Linked DNA regions of Mus musculus: region 2 is linked to region 1. The links are chromatin contacts, called in public HiChIP or PLAC-seq maps. All regions are on one chromosome and are shown on one strand. The core of a region is the stretch at or near the end of the contact, and the rest is flanking DNA. Distances in the headings are between cores, read along the strand shown. Region 1 has its middle 20 kb from the start of Rpp21. Region 2 holds the start of Stap2 (signal transducing adaptor family member 2).

Region 1 (5,970 bases), core at 1,097-3,596:
AAAGGGCAGACTGTTGTCAGGTTGGCCTGGGGCAGTGAGGCTGTGGGTCTTTCCTGGGGATAGGACTTTGCCACAAGCCATCCTTCTGAGAACTTTTTTGTCTTTGCACTCAGCTACAGCCAGACTCCTTTCTGTGCCCACACTACTCCTGACTGTTAATTCATGGGGTGGGTGGGGTGGGAGGGTGGGTGAGGGACCTGGGGATGTGGTCACACCACTCTTTATCCCAAAATGGGCATAAAAATCACATGTTGAGCCGGGCGTGGTGGCACATGCCTTTAATCCCAGCACTCGGGAGGCAGAGGTGTAGTCTCCCCTCCCCCAGCCTGAAACCTGCTTGCTCAGGGGTGGAGCTTCCTGCTCATTCTCTCTGCCACGCCCACTGCTGAAACCTGCTGCTTTGCTGTTCTGAAGCCATCACGTGCTCACCCTACTACTGGATCTGAGATTATTCGGCGGGAATCGGGTCCCCTCCCCCTTCCTTCATAACTGAGTGTCACAACAGTAAAATTTGAGCTTTGATCAGAATAACTGTCTTGGCTACATTTCTTTCTCTCGCCACCTAGCCCCTCTTCTCTTCCAGGTTTCCAAAATGCCTTTCCAGGCTAGAACCCAGGTTGTGGTCTGCTGGCCGGACACAACACAGAGGCAGGGGGATTTCTGAGTTCGAGGTCAGCCTGGTCTACAAAGTGAGTTCCAGGACAGCCAGGGCAATACAGAAAAATCCTGTCTCAAACCCCCCCCCCCCCCCCAAAAAAAAAAAGTCACATGTGGAACAAAAGCTGGTGTGCTTTGTGTCTTTGTTTGTTTGTGTTGGTGATGGTCCTGGTGGTAGTGGTGATATGTTTGTGTGTAGGGAGTGTGTGTTTGTGTGTGTGTTCATGTATTCCGCCAAGTACTGTGACAGCCTCAGAATAAATTTCAAGAGACCTGCGTCTTCTTACCTGTGGATCCCTGGGATCAAACTCAGGTCCTCCCGTGTTAGAGCGACTGCCTTTCTTGATGGCTCTCTATATTGTTTTTATTATTTGATGTGTATGGCTCCCTTTCAGAGATCTCCAGTCAGGGACTGAGGCAGGCTGTAACTCTTTCAAGATGACAAAACCCACTATGTAGAAGAAGTAGTTCGTGTACCTCAGTAGGGGGTCCATCTATGGGGACACAAAATAACCTAATAGATGGTGAAGATACAGAACATGAGTCAGGTGGTGATAACTGTACAACCGTGTCAGAAACATTAAGAGACAAAGTTAACAAGAACAAAATTTACATTAAGATTAATACAAATCAATAAGTGGTTAAATATGAAGTTAACATAAGGTCAAATGCAATTGTAGAACTGGCTGGACCATGTACCAGAGTCATGGTATTTTTGTTTTGTTTTTAGAGACAGTTTCTCTATGTAGCCCTGGGTGTTGTGGAACTTGCTCTGTAGACCAGGTTGGCCTAAACTCAGAAATCTACCTGCTTCTGCTTTCCAAGTGCTGAGATTAAAAGTGTGTGCTGCCAACATCTGGATAGTAGTGGGTTAAGGAAACTGTAAGTAGCAGGTTGTTTCCATCAGACTCCTGCATAAGGAACAAGCACATAGGAGCTTTGTAAAGGGAGCCACCATCTCTTTGACAAATTAACTTGGGCTCAGATCCTGAGCTTCAAGTAGGTCCACCCAAACTTTTCCTGCCTGCAGCCTGAGGAGTAGCTCTGAGGAGCCTGAGAGTTCCATGGAGGCTCCCAGGCGGAGGAGGCAGCAGAGGAATCAGCAGAGCCTGAAGTCTTCCTGGAAATATCAGAGAAGAGCCGATCCCTGGAAAGATGCTTTAAAAATGTGAACTCACGGGGGCTGGAGAGATGGCTCAGTGGTTAAGAGCACTGACCACTGTTCCTATGGTCCTGAGTTCAAATCTCAGCAACCACATGGCTCACAACCATTCGTAATGGAATCTGATGCCCTCTTCTGGTCTGAAGACAGCTACAATGTACAATGTACTCATATACATAAAATAAATAAATCTTTAGGGGAGAAGATAAAACTTAGGACAGACTGAGATGCTGTGGTCCATGCTGAGCCAGAAGCCTTGTAGAAGTCCAAAATGCGTGCTGCTTACTATAAAGGGCTGGTTGTAGTAGCTAAGAGCAGGGTTCACTTGGAAAATCTGCTCCTCATTCTTGGCTCTCTGTGTCTCTTGCTCTTGGTACTCCATCCCCTCCTGCTCTAGCCACATGGCTTGGGGCCAGGGCATTTTTATCAAATGGCAGGAATTCCTTGTGGTTCACTAAACTGAGTTCCATGATACCGGGCTCCCTGAGGCCCAGGCGGGTCCGGAGGCGGCGATGAGGGAATACCACAGCTAGTGTGAGCCTGTGGATGGCGGGCGGTGAAACTCCGACGTCCTCCCAGGACTCCAGGACGGTGCTCTGGCCAGGAGGGGAGCAGGGCTTAGGGTTTGGGACCCGGGTGGAGAAGAGACGGAAGGTTCAGCTGGCGATGCAGGGGCGGGGCTTCCCCAGTGGAGCCCCACTCCACCCACCCGCTCCTCCCCGCAGAGGCCAATTCCCTCAGGACACCGCAGTCACCAGCTCAGGACTGTGGCGGGGGCTAGAACGCCTGCCAGCCATAGGAGAAACCCGCAGAGCGCCATCAGGCAGATCTAGACTTTAAGGGCGGGTTTGATTCCTGCGGATCTGGGTGGACTTTATAACTAGTGCCCGCAACCGCGGAAGTCCCAAATGCGTGCTGCTGAGTGCCACACTGTGGTCCATACTGAAGCCAGAAACTGCCAGGCTGAAGCCCTAAGGGCGTGCTGCTGACTATAAAGGCCAGGGTATGTATGATTTCAGTCTGAGAATGAGAGACATAGAACGCTTCTGTGAGAACCTCTTCCTTATCGCCCACAGAGAAAGAAAGAAAGAGAGAGAGAGAGAGGGAGGGAGGGAGGGAGGGAGGGAGGGAGGGAGGAAGGAAGGAAGGAAGGAAGGAAGGAAGGAAGGAAGGAAGGAAGGAAGAAAAGGAAAAGAAAAGAAAAGAAAAAGAAAAAGAAAGAAAGAAAAGAAAAAGAAAAAGAAAAAGAAAAGCCACTGAAGAGAACTTTTAAAAATTGTGATAAGGATGCTGACCTGACACAGCTGATGGCTTCTGTCAGGGGCGGGGTGAGGAAGGAACCAGGTATCTTTAAGAGGCTGGCCACTGGGAGTTTGACAACGCTTCAGTAAGTATATGGGCAACACGAATTAAACTTGGTATTTTTCCTTTTTTGGTGTGGGGGGGGGGGAGAGTATAAGGGAGGGCCAACTTGGGGGACTGGGATGTGAATGGGATTGGGATACATCATGTGAAATTTTCAAATAATCAATAAAAGCATTAAGTTAGAGTCCTACTGAAGTCATTTTTCATAAGATTGTATGCAGAAGAGCTTTCCAAAGGTGTTGAATGTGAAGGCAGCTTATCTGAAAGCTTCCTTTGAACATGGACAGTTGAGGTATGAACCTTGGAATTTGCTTTTATTAAGTGGAAGAATTGAATGCCATGAGAAATGGCGTGGCCAAATGAACTAACATGCAGGTCCCATACCCAGTCAGGTGGTAGGCTATGTACAAGGTTCCCTTGTTCATAGCACCCTCATATGTCTGCCAGTTTGGGAGGCACAGAGTGAAAAGTAATTGCTATCTGCATCTCTGTTGTTCGAGACATTTAGGATGTGGGTGCAGACTTTGAAATCTTCCATAGGGCAAGGGAATCCATCCCCGACAAGTGAGACATCAGGAGGAACTCATCTTCCATGTAGATAAGGAGTGTTTTCCTAGTCAGGTCTACACAGCCAGAGGCAGAAGCAGCAGGTTGCAGTCCCCATGCAACCTGTAATGAGGCTAGCACACAACTTACTTCGGTGTGACTGTGCTCCATCCAAGGGAACTACTTGGACCCGGAGACATCCTGCCATGCAAGTGTATTGCACATTTAATCTAGTTTACTCAAGTATTCTATTTCTCATAACCAGTTTGTATGTGAGTGTGTGTGTGTGCTTGCTTCCTTATTTTTGTTTTGTCTTTAGAGACAGTTTCTCTATGTAGCCCTGGTGTTGTGGAACTTGCTCTGTAGACCAGGTTGGCCTAAACTCAGAAATCTACCTGCTTCTGCTTTCCATGTGCTAAGATTAAAAGTGTGTGCTGCCACCATTTGGCATAACCAGATTTTTTAACAGTATTAATTAATTAATTAATTAATTAATTAATTAAATGTACGTGATTATGCTGTCATTCTCTTCAGACACACCAGAAAATGGCATCAGTTCCCATTATCCCATTACAGATGGTTGTAAGCCACCATGTGATTGCTGCGAATTGAACTCAGGACCTCTGAAAGAGCCATCAGAGCTCTTGACTGCTGAGCTATTTCTCCAGCCTGCATAATCAGTTTTTTACACATCCAATTTTGAAAATTTTTTTAAAAAGATTTATTTATTTACTATATGTAAGTACACTGTAGCTGTCTTCAGACACTCCAGAAGAGGGCATCAGATCTTGTTACAGATGGTTGTGAGCCACCATGTGGTTGCTGGGATTTGAACTTCGGACCTTCGGAAGAGCAGTCAGGTGCTCTTACCCACTGAGCCATCTCACCAGCCCCTTGAAAATTATTTTATGTTTAACAAACTTTGAGGTTACTTGTTTTCAGTTACTTTCTTCAGGCTTCACTTTGACAGCATATACAGAAGACTATGACAGGGAGATGTAAATTGATCTCTCTGCAACTTTGTCTCTCAATGAATTACACCTATTCTTAGCGTGAGCACAAATATAATTCTGAGCACATTAAAGAACTGGATCATTTATAAGGTGACAAATTATTTGTGTATCTACAAATGATTAAATACAGTTTACAATAAACTAGTAACTTGTATAAGATTATAATGTTGTTCTTACTCTTGCTTCCTGCTTGCTTCTCTCTCGCTCTCTTGGGCTCTTCTCTTCCCCCTTCCCTTTCCCCTCTCTCCCCATGCTCATGGCTGTGGCCAGCTTCTACTTCTTTACTTTCTCCCTCTCTCTGCCTTTCTCTGCCTCTGTTACTCTCTTGACTCCCTTTCCCATGCCCCGAATAAACTCTACTCTATATAAAAAAAATAAAATTTCATAGTTTTATCCTTGTTAAGTTTGAGATTTACTAAGTATAATTTTTGAATTGAAGATTCTTTAGTATCAAGATACTTATTATTTTTTTTATTTCTTTTTGAGACAGGTTTTCTCTTTTAAATAGCTCTCACTATCCTGGAACTTGCTATGTAGACCAGACAAGTCCCGAACCCACTGAGATCTACTTATCTGCCATCCAAGTGCTGGGGTTAAAGATGAAGGGCTAGATGCCAAGACCGGCCTTCTCTGGAATTTTCCCCAGGGAAAGTTTTTCGGACAGGGGTGGGTGGCTCACCACTCAGGCCAACCTTACCACTCTCATAACCTTCATGGTGCCAGAGATTTAGCAGGGGCTATCAGCGGCCCCAAATGCATCTCCTCCTTTTTTCTTGAGCCTTGTTGTTACCTTGTCCACTTAGCTTGTTCTGGATACTTAAACTGACAGTTCTAGAAAGCACCTGTCTCCCTTTCAAAGGGTGATCAGGTGTTCTCATCTGGCCTTGTCACTGTGTCTTGTCCTCCACTTTGTTGGGTCCATAGCCTCTCTCAGGCTCAGAGAACTACCCACATCCCTCAGCAAGGCGGGGGTGGGGTGGGATGGGGTGGGGGAGGGACTTGCGGGTACCTGCTGGACTGGTCCCTCAAGCACTCACTTCCACCAGAGGGCAAGGGTTTTGGGGTTTGTTTAGGTCCTCTGGGCAGGCATTATGCAGGCAAGAGCCTTCCCCACCCCACTCTCTCTGGTCTCTGAGTTTGGCTCAGTGTAAGAGCCTGAAGACTGCTTACTGAGAGGACCACCCTCGAGGGAGCCCACTGGGGATCAAGTTACATTTCTCCAGACAA
Region 2 (5,970 bases), core at 980-3,479, about 20 Mb after region 1:
TTGCTGACACCTATGACAATAGTAGCCTACAGTCAGTCAGGGAGGGAGGGAGGGAGGGAGGGAGGGAGGGGCTTTCTCAGCACTCTTCTGTTTGAACACACTCAATATATAGATCAATTAATTTATTTTTTTGGTTACATTTACTGAGTGTATGGGTGTGGAGGTCAGAGGACAGTTTGTAGGTCCCAGGGATTAAATTCAGGTTATCAGGTTTGGTGCCAAGAGCCCTTTCCCACTAGGACACATCACCAACCCCTACACTGATATCATTCCCAGCCTGTGTATCCAGAGTGCCCTTATCACACTCACATCTAAGTACTTCCGTTATTTAATTTTAGTTTTCTTTCTTTTGCTTCATTGAGACATGGTCTCCTGTAGCCCTGCTGGCCTCCAGTTAAGTAGCTTAGAATGAACATCTGAACCTCCTGTCTCCTGAGTGTTGCTATGTCTGGTGTGCACCACCATGTCTAGGTTTTTGTTTTGGTAGTGGGTTTTTTAAAAAATATTTATTTATTTATGTGTGTGTGTGTGTGTGTGTGTGTACACTCACTGTCTCAGACACACCAGAAGAGGGCGTCGGATCCCATTACAGATGCTTGTGAGCCACCATGTGGTTGCTGGGAATTGAACTTGGGATCTTTGGAAGAGCAACCAGTGCTCTTAACCATTGAGCCATCTCTCCAGCCCTGTGGTGGTGGTTTTGATTTTTGTTTTTTGACTCTCGATACATAGCCCAAGTGATTTTTTAAAAAAGATTTTATCTATCTATTATATGTAAGTACACTGTAGTTGTCTTCAGATCTCATTACAGATGGTTGTGAGCCACCATGTGGTTGCTGGGATTTGAACTCGGGACCTCTGGAAGAACAGTCAGTGCTCTTAACCGCTGAGCCATCTCACCAGCCCCCCAAGCTGATTTTTAACTGCCTCAGCCTCTCAAGTGCTGAAATGACAGACAGGTGCGGGACAGCAGGCCTGACGTTCACTGCTTTTGGTACTTTGAAATTTTATAACAAACCGCAAACCAAGTCAGTTTATTTCTTTAGCTTTCTACTTTTTTTTTTTTTTTCCCCTTGTCGCTGTAGAAGCAACTCAAGCCCTTTGCACAACCTGAGTAAGTGCTCTATCGGTTACACACAGCCCTTCCCAGTGTGATTCTGCGCTGAGGTTCTGCCCTGACCACGCCCCCAGGCCCCCCACTAAGAACGGTCTTGAGAGGGCCTGGGCGCCTGGCTTGTGGTGGTAGTGTACCTGGCTCCTGGCTAGGACAAGGCTCTAAGGTCAATTCCAGTACAATTGATCAGTGTGTAATTGTAAATTTGGCCAGGCGTGGTAGTACATTTGGGTTTTCCCAGAACTTGGGAGGAAGAGACCGGAGCAGCCGTAGTTACATAGTAACTTGAGTCTAGTGCGGTCTGCCTGAGATGCTATTTTGGGGATGGGGGGGTGGGGGGTGGCGGAGGTTCAAGACAGGATTTCTCTGAATTGCCCTGGCTGTCCTGGAACTCACTCTGTAGACCAGGCTGGCGTTGAATTTAGAAATCCACCGGCTTCTGCCTCCCAAGTGCTAGGATCACAGGCCACCACTGCCCTGCGAGATGCTATTTTCAAAAGGCAAAGGCAGAACAGATTGTGAACTCATTTTCTTCAGTTCCCAGCTAGGGCACCTGGACTTTACACAGGTAAAAGGGTGGAGATGGGGACCCAGATAGTGGCTGTGAGTGGCACAACCTTCCTTTATCTTCAACCAATGTTATCTTTAGGTTTCTGTACATTGTCAAGCCACAGTAGTTGCTTCAAAGTGTCAAAGGCCACAGGGGAGCTAGGTGTGGGGATGCAAGCCTATGACGTAAGCAGGAGGGGGCTGAGCAGGAGGATCACTGCAAGTGGAAGGAAGGAAAAGAAAAATTAGCCGGGAGCCAAGGACTGTTGTAGCGCAAGGATAGGATGTGGCAGTAGTTACATCATAGAAAAGTCCCTTTTGGATCGAGGTGGAAGATAAACAGGATGAAAACGTCCAGTGAGCAGAACTTGGAGCCTCTCTCAAGGCTTTGCCTGTTTACAAGATGGTTAGACCTGCATATTGTGCCGGGACTTGGAAGCGGTAAACTATGGAGCCCAAAGTCTGGTGGCCTGGGCTAAGGGAAGAGTGGTTCTCGGACTGGTGAGATGGCTCAGTGGGTAAGAGCACCCGACTGTTCTTCCGAAGGTCAGGAGTTCAAATCCCAGCAACCACATGGTGGCTCACAACCATCCATAACGAGATCTGACTCCCTCTTCTGGAGTGTCTGAGGACAGCTACAGTGTACTTACATATAATAAATAAATAAACAAATCTTAAAAAAAAAAAAGAATGATTCTCATTACTCAGACCTTTCCAGAGCATCCTGCCTCTTTCCCCAGTTTGAGGCCACCCGGATTTTCAGACCTCCCTGGGTTGGGGTAATCTGTGATGAAGGACAAATCAGGATGAGAACAAAGGCCCAGGGCCTTGGGCGCCTAGTAACACCGCCCCTTCCCGCTCGCTGATTACACGTGAACGCCGATTGGCTGAGTGGGAACCATCCCTTGTCGCTGATTGGATGCTGGAGGCACCTGGTGATTGGCTGATGAGAACTGCCATTGGGCTGAGTTAACCCTAGAAAGGCTAAAGCTGGCCAGGCTCAGACCTTTCGATCCAGCTATAACGCGCAGCTGCTTTCCTAAAGCGGCTCTACATTTCTTACAAACCTGTTTCTTCCCTGCTCCCAACCATCAAGGGCTCTGCCTTTAGCTAGCGCACTAGCCTCACTAGCAGCTTCCTTCATCGCTGCTGTAGGCTGAGGGAATCATGAGCTCCAGGATGCAGCCCCACTAAGGGAGTATAGTCCCCCTGAGAGCAGGGGATGGGGGGCGGCGTCCTGAGTCTGTTTTTCCCTCTAGTTCACCATCTGCTTCAGTTTCCCTTGTGTCCCAAGGTCTTCCCTCATTTCTTTAACTGCGCGTGGGCAGGCCCAAGACCTAAGGTTTCCATCTCTTTCCTGAAAGCTGAGCCACTCCTGCTCAGGGATCAAAGTTGCAACCTAGTAGCTGGTGGCCTCGAGTATGGTATCTCTAGTCCCTGAATGAGAAGGTCCTGGGCCTGTTTCCTTCTCCAGGTCTCCCCCAACCTCCAGCTTTAGTTTCGCCAAATTGCACCGGATCGCTCCAACTCCAGTGCAAGCACAACCCAACCGCTCCGTATCCCCTCCGCCCCCGGCGGGCCAAACCTCCCCACCCATTTTCAGTAACCAATAGACTGCTGTGTCCCCGCGCGGGGAGGAGCCCGTTCACTCGGAGGAGGCTGTGCCGGGACACAGCGTCCATGGCAGGTAGGATGGTCCGCGCAGGCGGGGACGGGGCAGCGGGACGCGACCTCTGCAGCCAGTTGCTATTTCGCTGCAGCTCCCGAGTCTCTGTCTCCCGGGGCCACGGCCGAGGAGGCGCCGGAGGAGGATGAGGACGACGCGGAGGCCGAGGACCCCGAGCGCGGGACGGGTAGCGGAGGGCGCAGCGGCAGCCTCGGTGGCAGCGGAGGCGGCACGGCAGGGCCTGGGATGGCCCTAGGGGGCGCGCTCACGAGGCGCGCGGTCACGCTTCGGGTGCTGCTCAAAGACGAGCTGCTGGAGCCCGGTGAGGGGGTGCTATCCATCTACTACCTGGTGAGCGACCCCCGGAGACCGTTCATGTCCTCCACTGCTAGCGTATAAAGAGAAACTGAAGCCCAGAGGAACCGTGTTAATCACAATGCCACATAGCTATAACCACTGCCATCTGGGTGTGTCCGCGGGCAACCAATCTGTGTGATTGCGGCTTCCCCATCTGTAAAATGAGGCCTTCCTTCCCAGGCTCTCTATGAAGATGATGGCTTCAAAACTGTGTACTGTTATTTAAAATGATCGCCCAAAAAACTCTTTGTGATACCAAGAATGGAAGGGAGCTTTACCCCTGACTATGCCCCCAGCCCCCTCACTGCGGGATTCTAAGCAGGGGGTCAATTCCTGACCTTGCACCCAACCAACCCCTCACTTGGGAATTTTAGGCAGGAGTTCTACCTCTGAGAACAGTCTTATTAAGTATTCCAAGCAGGTTCTGAAGTTGTGTGCTTCCTGCCTCAGCTTCCCCAGTAGTTGGGCTGACAGGCCTGGGCCGTTATGCCTGCTCTGGCTGCCATTACTTAATTTTAAAGTTGTGCATCTGGGTGTGGAGTGCCAGGAGTACTGGTGTGAAAGATGGAGTTCCTGTGACAGTACCTCTTGGGAGCCTTAGAAGAACAAGGACGCCAAGCCTCAGGGAGAAAGGAGTTAGGAATCACTAGGACTGAAGTGTTTCAGCCCCCTCTGTCGCTGCAGGGCAGGAAGTTTACTGGGGACCTGCAGCTGGATGGCAGGATCGTGTGGCAGGAAACTGGACAAGTCTTCAACTCACCCAGCGCCTGGGCCACACACTGCAAGAAGCTCGTCAACCCAGCCAAGAAATCTGGCTGTGGCTGGGCCTCTGTCAAGTACAAGGGCCAGAAGCTGGACAAATACAAGGCCGCCTGGCTTCGCCGGCACCAGCTACATATGCCTGTAGCTACGGCCGATGAGGTAGGAAGTACGTGCCTTCCACCTTGCGCTGTGGGGATGAGGTTGCAAAGGCCGTGGGGCAAGATAGAGTCTGATGTGATTCAGCAAGACGGCCTGAATTCTGAAGCACGGGAAGGAGGAAGGCAGGGAGGGGCAAGCAAGGCCAGGAGGGCCTCCTGGGCTGCCCGGAGGACTTGGGCTTTGATCCTGAAGGAGGTGGGGGTCATGAATACTATTGGCAGAGGGAACTGCTGCAGGGAGACTGTCAGGGGAGAGACAGGGCTCCGAGACAGTCAGTCTCACCCGAAGTAGTACAGCCAGGAGAAGACAGGCTGAATCCCAAGCGTGGGGAGAATCCGCACCTCGGACACCTCTGCTCACCGTCGCCCTCTGGCGGTTGGTCCAGGCAATGGCACCTCGGGCTCAAGCCTGGGCTCCAGTTTGTACTGAGTGAAGCTCCCAGCTGATGTTGTTGCTACACTCCATTCCCACCAGAGTCCCACCAGTGAAGGGGAGGAGGAAGAACTGCTGTTGGAGGAGGAGGAAGAAGATGTGCTGGCTGGGGTCTCATCAGAGGACAAAGGCCACAGACCCCCTGGGAAGGGTTCCTTGGAGCCAGGTGAGGGGCCAGGGCAGAGGCACTATGATGTGGGAAGATGGCTTTGATGTTTCTTAGGCCTGGGGAATCCTGAATCCTGATTCATATTCATATTCTCTCTCTCTCTCTCATTCTCTCTCTCTCTCTCTCTCTCTCTCTCTCTCTCTCTTTCTGTCTGTCTCTGTCTCTGTCTCTCTCTCTCTGAGACAGGTTCTCATTGTAGCCCTGACTGGCTCAGAACTCACAGAGATGCATCCTCTGAGTGCTAGGGTTAAGGGCATGTATTATCTATTTATTGTGATGGGGCATGTAGATCAGAAGTTGGGTCCCTTCTTCCACCATGTGGGGTCTAGGAATCAAACTCAGGTCATCACACTTGGTTGCAAGATCTGCTGAGCCATCTCGCTGGCCCTGCTTCCTCTGGCTCCCTTGGGCATCCTTGCTTCTATGCGAAGAGAAGAGAGCAGAGGGCTTACAGTGACTTCTCTCTCCCTCCCCCTCTCCTCTCCCCCCATCCCTTTCTCCAGAGGCCACACCCCCAGGGAAGCGTATGGACAAGGTGCCAGTGCCCATCCGTTACTGCATGCTGGGCAGCCGAGACTCCGCCAGGTCAGTTACATCATCTGCCCTGGTCCTGGCTTCCCTGGAATCCTTGGTTGGTTTGATCCAGCAAAGGCAGGGCCTGGAGTCCTTGGCTGCTGAGAGTACTCAGGACGGGTGGAGGTGGGAAAGAGCCTGAGTTCCTAAAGCCCTGGGACCCTCCTGACTACTCCAGGAACCCCCACA

Evidence for each region. HiChIP or PLAC-seq counts read pairs in DNA pulled down with a chosen protein or histone mark.
Region 2: an H3K27ac HiChIP or PLAC-seq map of trophoblast stem cells shows a contact between it and region 1, with 12 times the contacts expected there. The contact joins the promoter of Stap2 here to the enhancer-like site in region 1. A contact is called at or near these places in 70 of 484 Hi-C or Micro-C datasets (B cells, the Ba/F3 cell line, the C2C12 cell line and 47 more), 4 of 115 datasets of contacts at active chromatin or transcription factors (embryonic stem cells, kidney and trophoblast stem cells) and 3 of 9 other capture datasets (adipose tissue, embryonic tail and liver).

What each region holds. Positions count from the first base shown.
Region 1 is chr17:36,235,130-36,241,099 of GRCm38.p6, forward strand. No RefSeq gene overlaps it. Among named protein-coding and RNA genes, the nearest start is that of Rpp21, 20 kb to the right of the region's middle. Within about 2 kb of position 2,347, at least 65 of the 459 cell types and tissues checked have an H3K27ac peak or open chromatin away from gene starts, as enhancers often do. A contact at or near this core is called in the C2C12 cell line, CD8 T cells, differentiating embryonic stem cells and 5 more, where this site is marked.
Region 2 is chr17:56,005,907-56,011,876 of GRCm38.p6, forward strand. Stap2 (signal transducing adaptor family member 2) reads right to left here and starts at 2,230. Exons shown (of 14, transcript NM_145934.3): 1 at 1,511-2,230. It overlaps Mpnd (MPN domain containing), which reads left to right and starts at 3,295. Exons shown (of 13, transcript NM_026530.5): 1 at 3,295-3,350; 2 at 3,424-3,680; 3 at 4,371-4,607; 4 at 5,082-5,205; 5 at 5,712-5,793; 6 at 5,960-5,970. The coding sequence starts at 3,344.